Linked DNA regions of Mus musculus: region 2 is linked to region 1. The links are chromatin contacts, called in public promoter capture Hi-C maps. All regions are on one chromosome and are shown on one strand. The core of a region is the stretch at or near the end of the contact, and the rest is flanking DNA. Distances in the headings are between cores, read along the strand shown.

Evidence for each region. Promoter capture Hi-C pulls out the DNA fragments that hold promoters and counts their contacts.
Region 2: a promoter capture Hi-C map of the C10 cell line shows a contact between it and region 1. The contact joins the promoter of Mir670hg here to the promoter of Alkbh3os1 in region 1. A contact is called at or near these places in 2 of 39 promoter capture datasets (the C10 cell line and cranial neural crest), 1 of 15 datasets of contacts at CTCF or cohesin (the NIH/3T3 cell line), 1 of 484 Hi-C or Micro-C datasets (embryonic stem cells), 2 of 115 datasets of contacts at active chromatin or transcription factors (both in embryonic stem cells) and 2 of 9 other capture datasets (embryonic stem cells and liver).

What each region holds. Positions count from the first base shown.
Region 1 is chr2:93,978,215-93,981,972 of GRCm38.p6, reverse strand. It overlaps Alkbh3os1 (alkB homolog 3, opposite strand 1), which reads right to left and starts at 1,939. Exons shown (of 4, transcript NR_045827.1): 1 at 1,339-1,939; 2 at 801-890. Alkbh3 (alkB homolog 3, alpha-ketoglutarate-dependent dioxygenase) reads left to right here. Exons shown (of 10, transcript NM_026944.1): 9 at 359-457; 10 at 996-1,339. The coding sequence ends at 1,088.
Region 2 is chr2:94,262,696-94,266,659 of GRCm38.p6, reverse strand. It overlaps Mir670hg (a long non-coding RNA gene), which reads left to right and starts at 1,557. Exons shown (of 8, transcript XR_003953878.1): 1 at 1,557-2,138.

The DNA of each region.
Region 1 (3,758 bases), core at 690-3,189:
TGTTTTCTTCCTATGACGTTGGCTCATAGCACTGTATAACAGAGGTAGGTGCGTCTTACCCCTCCCAGGGGACAGTAACCGCTGACAGTTCCTCCTGTTGCCAGTCCCCACGGACTGCACACACATCATTTGAGACACAGATTAGCCCTGGTTAGTAGATACTGTCTTCCTTGCCATGTTACAAACAAGTGTATTAAAAAATAGAAAGGTAAAATAGCTGGCTGAAGGCCACCGAGCTGGCAAGGGACAGAGCATTATGCAAGTTCCCACAGTCTGCCTCAGGAATGACTGCCTCCAGGTTCTCCTGCTTCATGACCATATAAATAAAAACTTCAGTGGGATGGCCGCTGTTTTCTAGGAAGAAAATGGAGACTATACATATGTGGAGAGAGTGAAGATACCATTGGATCACGGGACCTTGCTAATCATGGAAGGAGCCACACAAGCCGACTGGCAGGTGAGGGCTTGCAGGTAGCACCGATTTGCTCTCTGGAAGCAGCTTCTATCCTGGCTGAGGAGTCATTGCAAATCACACAGAAGCAAGTGCTTATACTGAGCAGGTAGCGGTAAAATGATGTCATGTCTAAGGAGGTGATCAAAACAGGCCTCTCAGCCGAGATTGAAGGTTTTGTGCTGATAGAGGAATCCACGACTGTGCCGACCACTGAGAAAGTGACTGCAAATAGCCCCAGTGGCTACCATGTTGGGCATCACAGCACAACTATTCTAGATCAGTGTGGGTGAGGTCTCGTTAAGTACAAACATTTAAAGTAAAGCAACAGTTAGAAAAGTAGGTATGCCTTGCTGCCGGGGCGCTGGCCCAGCCTGCTGGGATCGGCTGGGTACTCGGTTCAGAGGAGGAGACCCTTTCTCACAGGACTGTAGACCACCTAGTGAGAGAGATAGAATAAGACATAAATAAGTTGTAAATCATGTTGAACTAATGAAAAATGCACATATATTTATGCTGGACAACTATTTATATTTCCATTTAGCACCGAGTGCCCAAGGAATACCACTCCAGACAACCGAGAGTAAACTTAACCTTTCGGACCGTTTATCCAGACCCAAGAGGAGCCCCTCGGTGACACTTCTACAGAGTTACCACTGAGGGGAGGGCTATGCACCTAACAGCCCCTCCCCATCTCCCGCAAGCACTTCCGTGATGTGGCTGTTCAGAAAGCGTGGTGTTTGCTTCTCAGGTTCTACTCCTCCTGAATGAGAGCTGCCAGCACGTCACCTTGTCAACATGTCTACTACAGGAACACTTACTTTGAGACAAATCTCTAAATCAAGGTTATCATTAAGCAAATTAAAAATTGCTCTGGCTGTACTCACAGATGATTTGATCCAAAAGCTTTTTGCCTCCTGCTCTGCCCCCTTTAATTTGAAGAAATACAAATGGCCTTGTGCCTCTGGGGAAGATCTGAACATGTTTGTTCCTTATGACGTTAGCAAAATGGAGATATAAATACGTGTCAGTGACTCTGGAGCCGTCCACAGGCAGGCAGCTGCTGAAACCCAAACAGAGGTGGCTTCTCTGGGCTTTGTTGAAGTCTTCCTTGACTCCTTAACATCTTGGCTTGTATGTTATTGTAATGGAAAGCTGCGTGTTCAGGACACTGTTTATTTAGCTGAATTTCCCAGCTGTCAGTTTTCCTGGGGCACACTTAGGTTACAGACTTCTGAATACAGAGACAGCAGCAGCTCCCATCCACACCCCAGACAGTTCACCTGGGACCCCTCGTAAGAAAGACAGTGCTGTATCCTGGAAGCGAGTAATAACTGAGAATGTCAGGAGAACCAGGCTGAAATTTTGGTTGAAGAACAGCAAATGCCCTGTTAGTAACTGCTGTTCCAATAGATTAGTTTCCCCTGGAGAATTTCTTGAGTCATTTAAACCCAGGCCAGATAGAATCAGAGCAGCCCTGCAGGGAATAGCTTGGATGACCTCATGGCTCTTCTACCTTAGATTTCAGAAGCCTGTGACTAAGGCTCTTCTGACTCAGTGTTCTCTTTCACTGGGTGCCTGAGTTCAGGGGTTAGCCTGTGATGTCACCAAGGTTTCCAAAACAGAATCGGGTAGTTGCCCCTTTTTGCATCATAAAAACACATGACTCGTTGACCTTGACTCAGGAGCAATGTACTAGATTAATTCAAACCCAGAGGAAGAGTTCATGTCAGTGGATGAAAGTGGGACATGGGTTAGAGTTTCTCCCTTGTCCTTGAGGGAAATTTACTGTCTTGGTTTTTAATCCTATTTCCATTCCACTCTGTAAGATGGATGGTCCCCATGACATGGAACGGTGCCAGAGGCTGGACAAGCTTACTCAAGGCTCAGATGGAATGAGTACGGAACGAATCTGAACAGACTCTCTGGTTCCTTGTGTCAGAGTCTGGTTTTTAAAAATGTGTAGAGCTCCTTTTGTAAGAAATCCTAAATCTGTATACAATTTGAGCATCATATTAAGCCTTCCTAGGAAGAAGGTATGAATCACCATAAACACACGCCCTCTATTTAATCTCACAGCTGTTCCCTGGTTAGAGCCAAGAAAACCTGGCCAGGATGGTATGGTCAGCCTTGATTAGGAGTTTGATGACTGAGGCTGGAAATTCCTCCTCTCTTCCTTATAAATGAGACTGACAGGTGACCCCAGGTCTTCCAGCACCCCACCCCCATTGTAGAGGCTCTTCTCTGCCTCCCTGCCTTAGAGCAGCGCTGCATCTCGACACTCATTACAGCTAGTCTGTCAGACCACTGAGAGGCTGTGGTTTCCATCTGGGTTTCATGGGCAAAGAGCAGTCATAGCTTCGGTTTCTTGCCTTTACTGTAGACTTCCATGTGCAATCAGTGCCGGATATTTCCACCGCTAGGACCCCATGCCTTCTCAAGTATCAAGCAGGTTCTTGCCATAAAGCAGAACTACAGAGTTTAGATGTAAGACAGGAAGAGTGATGTTCAGTGACTGCTCCAGCCTGCTGCAGATCCTTCCCAGGAACTGACAAAACTGTGCTGACTCAAAGTACATGAAACAGCAGTGCACAGGTTTGGTTTTAGTCATCCTCTGTGAGTTTTGGTTCCCTGCAGGCTCTGTCCTGTGAGCTTGCATTTATCACCTCATTGTCCCAACACTGATTCCACTATAGAGATGAGAAGCTGAATCCCTAAGTATTTTACTGCACATGTGCTGGCAGAGACAAATTTCAGAGGCTGTCTTACGGTTTCTATTCCTGCACAAACATCACGACCAAGAAGCAAGCTGGGGAGGAAAGGGTTTATTCAGCTTACACTTCCATACTGCTGTTCATCACCAAGGAAGTCAGGACTGGAACTCAAGCATGTCAGGAAGCAGGAGCTGATGCAGAGGCCATGGAGGGATGTTACTGGCTTGCTCAGCCTGCTCTCTTATAGAACCAAGATTACCAGCCCAGAGATGGTCCCACCCACAAGGGACCTTTCCCCTTTGATCACTAATTGAGAAAATGCCTTACAGTTGGATCTCATGGAGGCACTTCCTCAACTGAAGCTCCTTTCTCTGTGATAACTCCAGCTGTGTCAAGTTGACACAAAACTAGCCAGTACAGAGGCTAACTGAGGTGGACTCATAACTGAGGTGGAGCCATAGCCAGCAGCAGGCCAGCTGTGTGTCCCCCAATTTCTCACACATCAGGGCAAGTGCCTGCATCTTATAGATCCTTAGCCAACATGAAGATTTTGTCAGAAGCTCTGTGGCCCACTGAACTAGCAGTGTCATTAA
Region 2 (3,964 bases), core at 308-2,807, 290 kb before region 1:
GCCTAAGGCCTTTGGTCTCTGTGAGCACCCCTGCACACAATGGTCATAATTAGTCTCCTCATTAACAGTCTGGCAGACGCTAGCAACTAAATGGGTCAGGGAAACCAAAATCTTTCATCATCTAGAGGCACAAGCGTAGCCTATTTGAGGGGGGTGGGCTAGGAGGAGGGGCCAAGGTGCAACAACTTTGCAAGAAATGAAGACCACCAGATGAGTATTAAATCCCTCCTCCGAAAATGAAAAGCCACAAACCCCCCCCCAAAAAAATCTGAAGATGATATATCTGTGGTGAAGGTGCTCGGTGGTCCCGTAAAGAAGTCACAGGTACATATGAAACGTCTGGATGCAAAAGAGACCTTCGGAAATTACAACGTTTAGCTATGTAAAGGACACAAGTGTCCTCGGCAGCAAGCACATACTTAATAAATGCAGAATTTTAATGATGCAATTTTGGCATCAGGTTGTGTATTTAAGTTCCCCTCGGATGAAACCTCCTTCTATTTTGAGGCATGAATCCTGTGTCTTTTCTGCCACGCAACCACACGAGGAAGAATAGCCCAGAGTCCTTGTCTATGAATGTACTGTCTCCACAAAGCATGAATGTGCTGGCACTTTGTGTTTGTATGAATGGGGGTTGCATGTGCTGGTCAGAGGCCACGTGAGACACGTGGGGTGGGAATTGTGTCTTTGGGAAAAAAAATGAATTGGAAGAAGGAAACAGCTATGAATGGCAGGAGTCTCTCCCGTGGAGCTCCCTCCCTCACAACGCCCCTCACCATCCTAAGACACACCTGTTTTATTAAAATGAATTCCTGACATTGCAAACAACAATAGACCAATGTATATACTGTGTGCCACTGTTCACAGGGTCCAGACTGGAGGAAAAAAAAAAAAAAAACAGGGCTGCAACACAAAAGATACTGCAGTCAGCTCAGGCAGGGAGCTATTTTTAGACCAGGGGGAAAAAAAGAGAGGGGGTGGGGCGAGAGAGAGGGAAAAAAAAGAAGAAGCACTTCTGGTTTTGCAATCTAATTTGGTCCCCTTTCTTAAGGAAAAAAAAAAAATCCCATCGATAGCAATTTCCATACAATCTGATTCTATTTGGCTCCTAGCAAAGAAGAAGAGATCTAGGGCTGAAAATTCTGGAGTTTTATGGCTGATTCTAGCTAGTAGCCTTTCTTCACCAGGCTCCAGCTGAATTAATTTGATACTATTTTTGAAAGTCAGTGTTTCTAAGGGAGACCTAATGACGCACTGACGTCAATGCAGGTCAATAGCACACGCTGCTGGAACTGGGCGTGCTACACCGAGCCAGGGCTGGAGCCTTTCCAAACAGCCCCAACTCTGCAAATATCCCAGCTTTGCAGGGGACCGGGGGGAGCCAGGGTTTTGTAAACACCGAGACCCCCATCATTTTTCCAGAGTCTCTTCAAAATTGATGCATATTTTCCTGACTCAAAGGAAAGCTAAACAGAAGCAGTCGCACTGCAGTATTTAAAAAAAAAAATCATACCTTTCAAAGGAATCATATGTAATTCGGGCAGCGTGCACACACATTTACACTCAGAAAGCAACGCATATCATTAGGGTGTGTCTATAAATAGACCCCAATGTGTGTGCATTGAGACTTAGTCCCTGGTCGGGGGTTTTCGAACGTGGGTGATGAATTCTGTGTTCTGATCAGTTACTCAGGAGGCGCCCGAATGTGAGGGGGTGGGAGTGTGGGAGGGGGCTGCCTCCTCTCTTCTCTTTCCCTCTGGCTGCTCTCCTCCCCTCTCCTCCCTCCTTCTCTCTCCCCCCTCCCTTCTTCCCTCCCCTCCCTTTTTCAGCATCTCCCCTACCCTTTCTTTCTCTTCTCTCCCTCTCTCCCCTCCCTCTCTCCCCCTCCCGCTCTCTTCTCCCTCTCCCTACAAGTCTGGCACTGAAGGAGAACTGTTTTGCTTTGCTCCGGGAAGAGTGCAGACACGACGTGAAATCCGGAGCTCTTTGCGTGGTGCATTTAAAATGCTTCCTTATTTATATTACCCTCATCCCCTCCCCTCTCCCACCCCCTCACCAGCCCTTCCAAATTTCCCTAGAAATCTGTGTAAAGCGTGGAGGGGAAAACATTTGCATAAAAAGTGAAGGAGCACGCCAAGGTAGGTTATACCATGCAGTGCCTTATGTTTGGCTTTGGCAAAGTTTATGATGTCAGTTGGTGAATGTTCGGAAGAGCAGCTCTTTATGACTGTCCGTGATTACTGTCTGTTTTTTTTTTTTTTTCATTGAACAATATCTGTACAAATTGCCTAGACTTCGTGAGCAGGCTTAGTTAGGGTCTTGTATGTGTGGTTCTTGCAAGAGGCATGGCAATCGGGAGACAGTCCTGTGGTGTTGAACAGGGGGAAAAGATGCTGTGTTGTGGGGTTGGGGGTGGCAGAGGGGAGGGGACTTCTCTAGTGGGCAACTGAACCTTCTAGTTTGCCAGACTTGGGGCTGATTCTCATTCACTAAATGTCTTCATTATTCTTGTAATGATTCTGCACATGAAAAGCTAGTTCCAAAAAGGTTTCATGAAGTCAGAACAAAGTGAGGGGAGCAGAGGGAGCTAAAGAGAGTTGGAGCATGCTGGTGAGGGATGTGGCAATGTTTCCTTAATAGAGAAATTAATCTCTCCTCGCAGAGTCTGGAAAAAAAATGCTGTCTTTAATAGGTGTAAGCAAAAATGATTTTAAAAAAAAGATTAGTAGGTGAAATAGAAAAAAAAAATGTTTCCATTGCAAGAGGGGAAAAAAAAAAAAAAAAACTGCTGCAGCTCACAACCACCTGTAGAGGGAAATCTTTATGCACAATTTCGTAAGGCTGGTTGTGTGGAGGAAAACCGCCTGGAAAGGCGCCTGGCAAACTTTGCTGCAGGAAGAGAGGCAGGCCCCCGCAGGGTGAAGGGCGAAATCGCGGGGGCGGCAGCGAGGGAGGGAAAGGATAGATGCTCACAGGAGCCGTCTGTGAAGCTGCAAAGTTGGCCTCCCTGGCACTGGAGTGGGGGTGGGGAATGGGGTGGGAGTGGAGGAGCGCTGATGTGGGCAAGCTTGAGCTAGGGAAGCGCCAAGGGGGCTCGAAGGTGTATGTCAGGGTGGGGGAGCTTCCGAGGAGGCTTTGTTGGTGTGATGTCAGGTACCTTGTGGAGCTGCGGAGATCTGAGGGGGGGGGGGGGGCGAGCGGGGGAGGTTCCCTCCCGCCGCGGCACAAAGCCAGGTGGTAATCAACAAGTGTCTCTCCCAAGATTAGGTTTGAAAAGGACTTGGAGGGTTTTCTAATTCACCGGAGGTCTATCCACTGTGTGTTGTAGAGGGGGGCATTCATTGTTAGGAAGGAGCTTAGAAAAGTGGAGGGGTGGAGTAGGGGGCTTTAACGTCAGTCATTTGACCTTGGGGAACACAGTTCAAATCCTTCTGAGTGTTGAAAAGGCAGAACAAGGGTCACGACCCTCATCTTTCATCCCGAGCTGGGTATGTACCCAGAGGAAAATCTAGTGCCTGCTTTTGGCCACACCTCATCAATGGGGATTCCGTGTGTCTGAAAGCAGCCTTTTTTTTTTTTTTTTTTTTTTTTTTTTTTTTTTTTTTTTTTTTTAAAATCTAGGGAAGCAGGCAGCACTGTCAGCTCAAGAGCTGTGTTTTCTGTCCCCTGCATACGATCTTCTAGGAATCCTGGATCGCCTGTTCTCTGAATAACAGCCACTTCTGGGAGATGTAACACAAATGTGTAGGGGCCTGGTTGGGGGGGGGGGGGATGCCCAGCTATCTTTAAATATAGATAGGGGCTTACTATTCCCCCCCTTTTTTTTGACAGTTTCTCTAGGTAACTCTGGGAGCCTTGGCATTCTGTAGACAAAGCTGGCCTCAAACTCAGAGATCTGCCTGTTTGCCTATGCCTCTTGAGTGTGGGATTAACTCACCACCCACCACCACCTGACCTGGCCTGA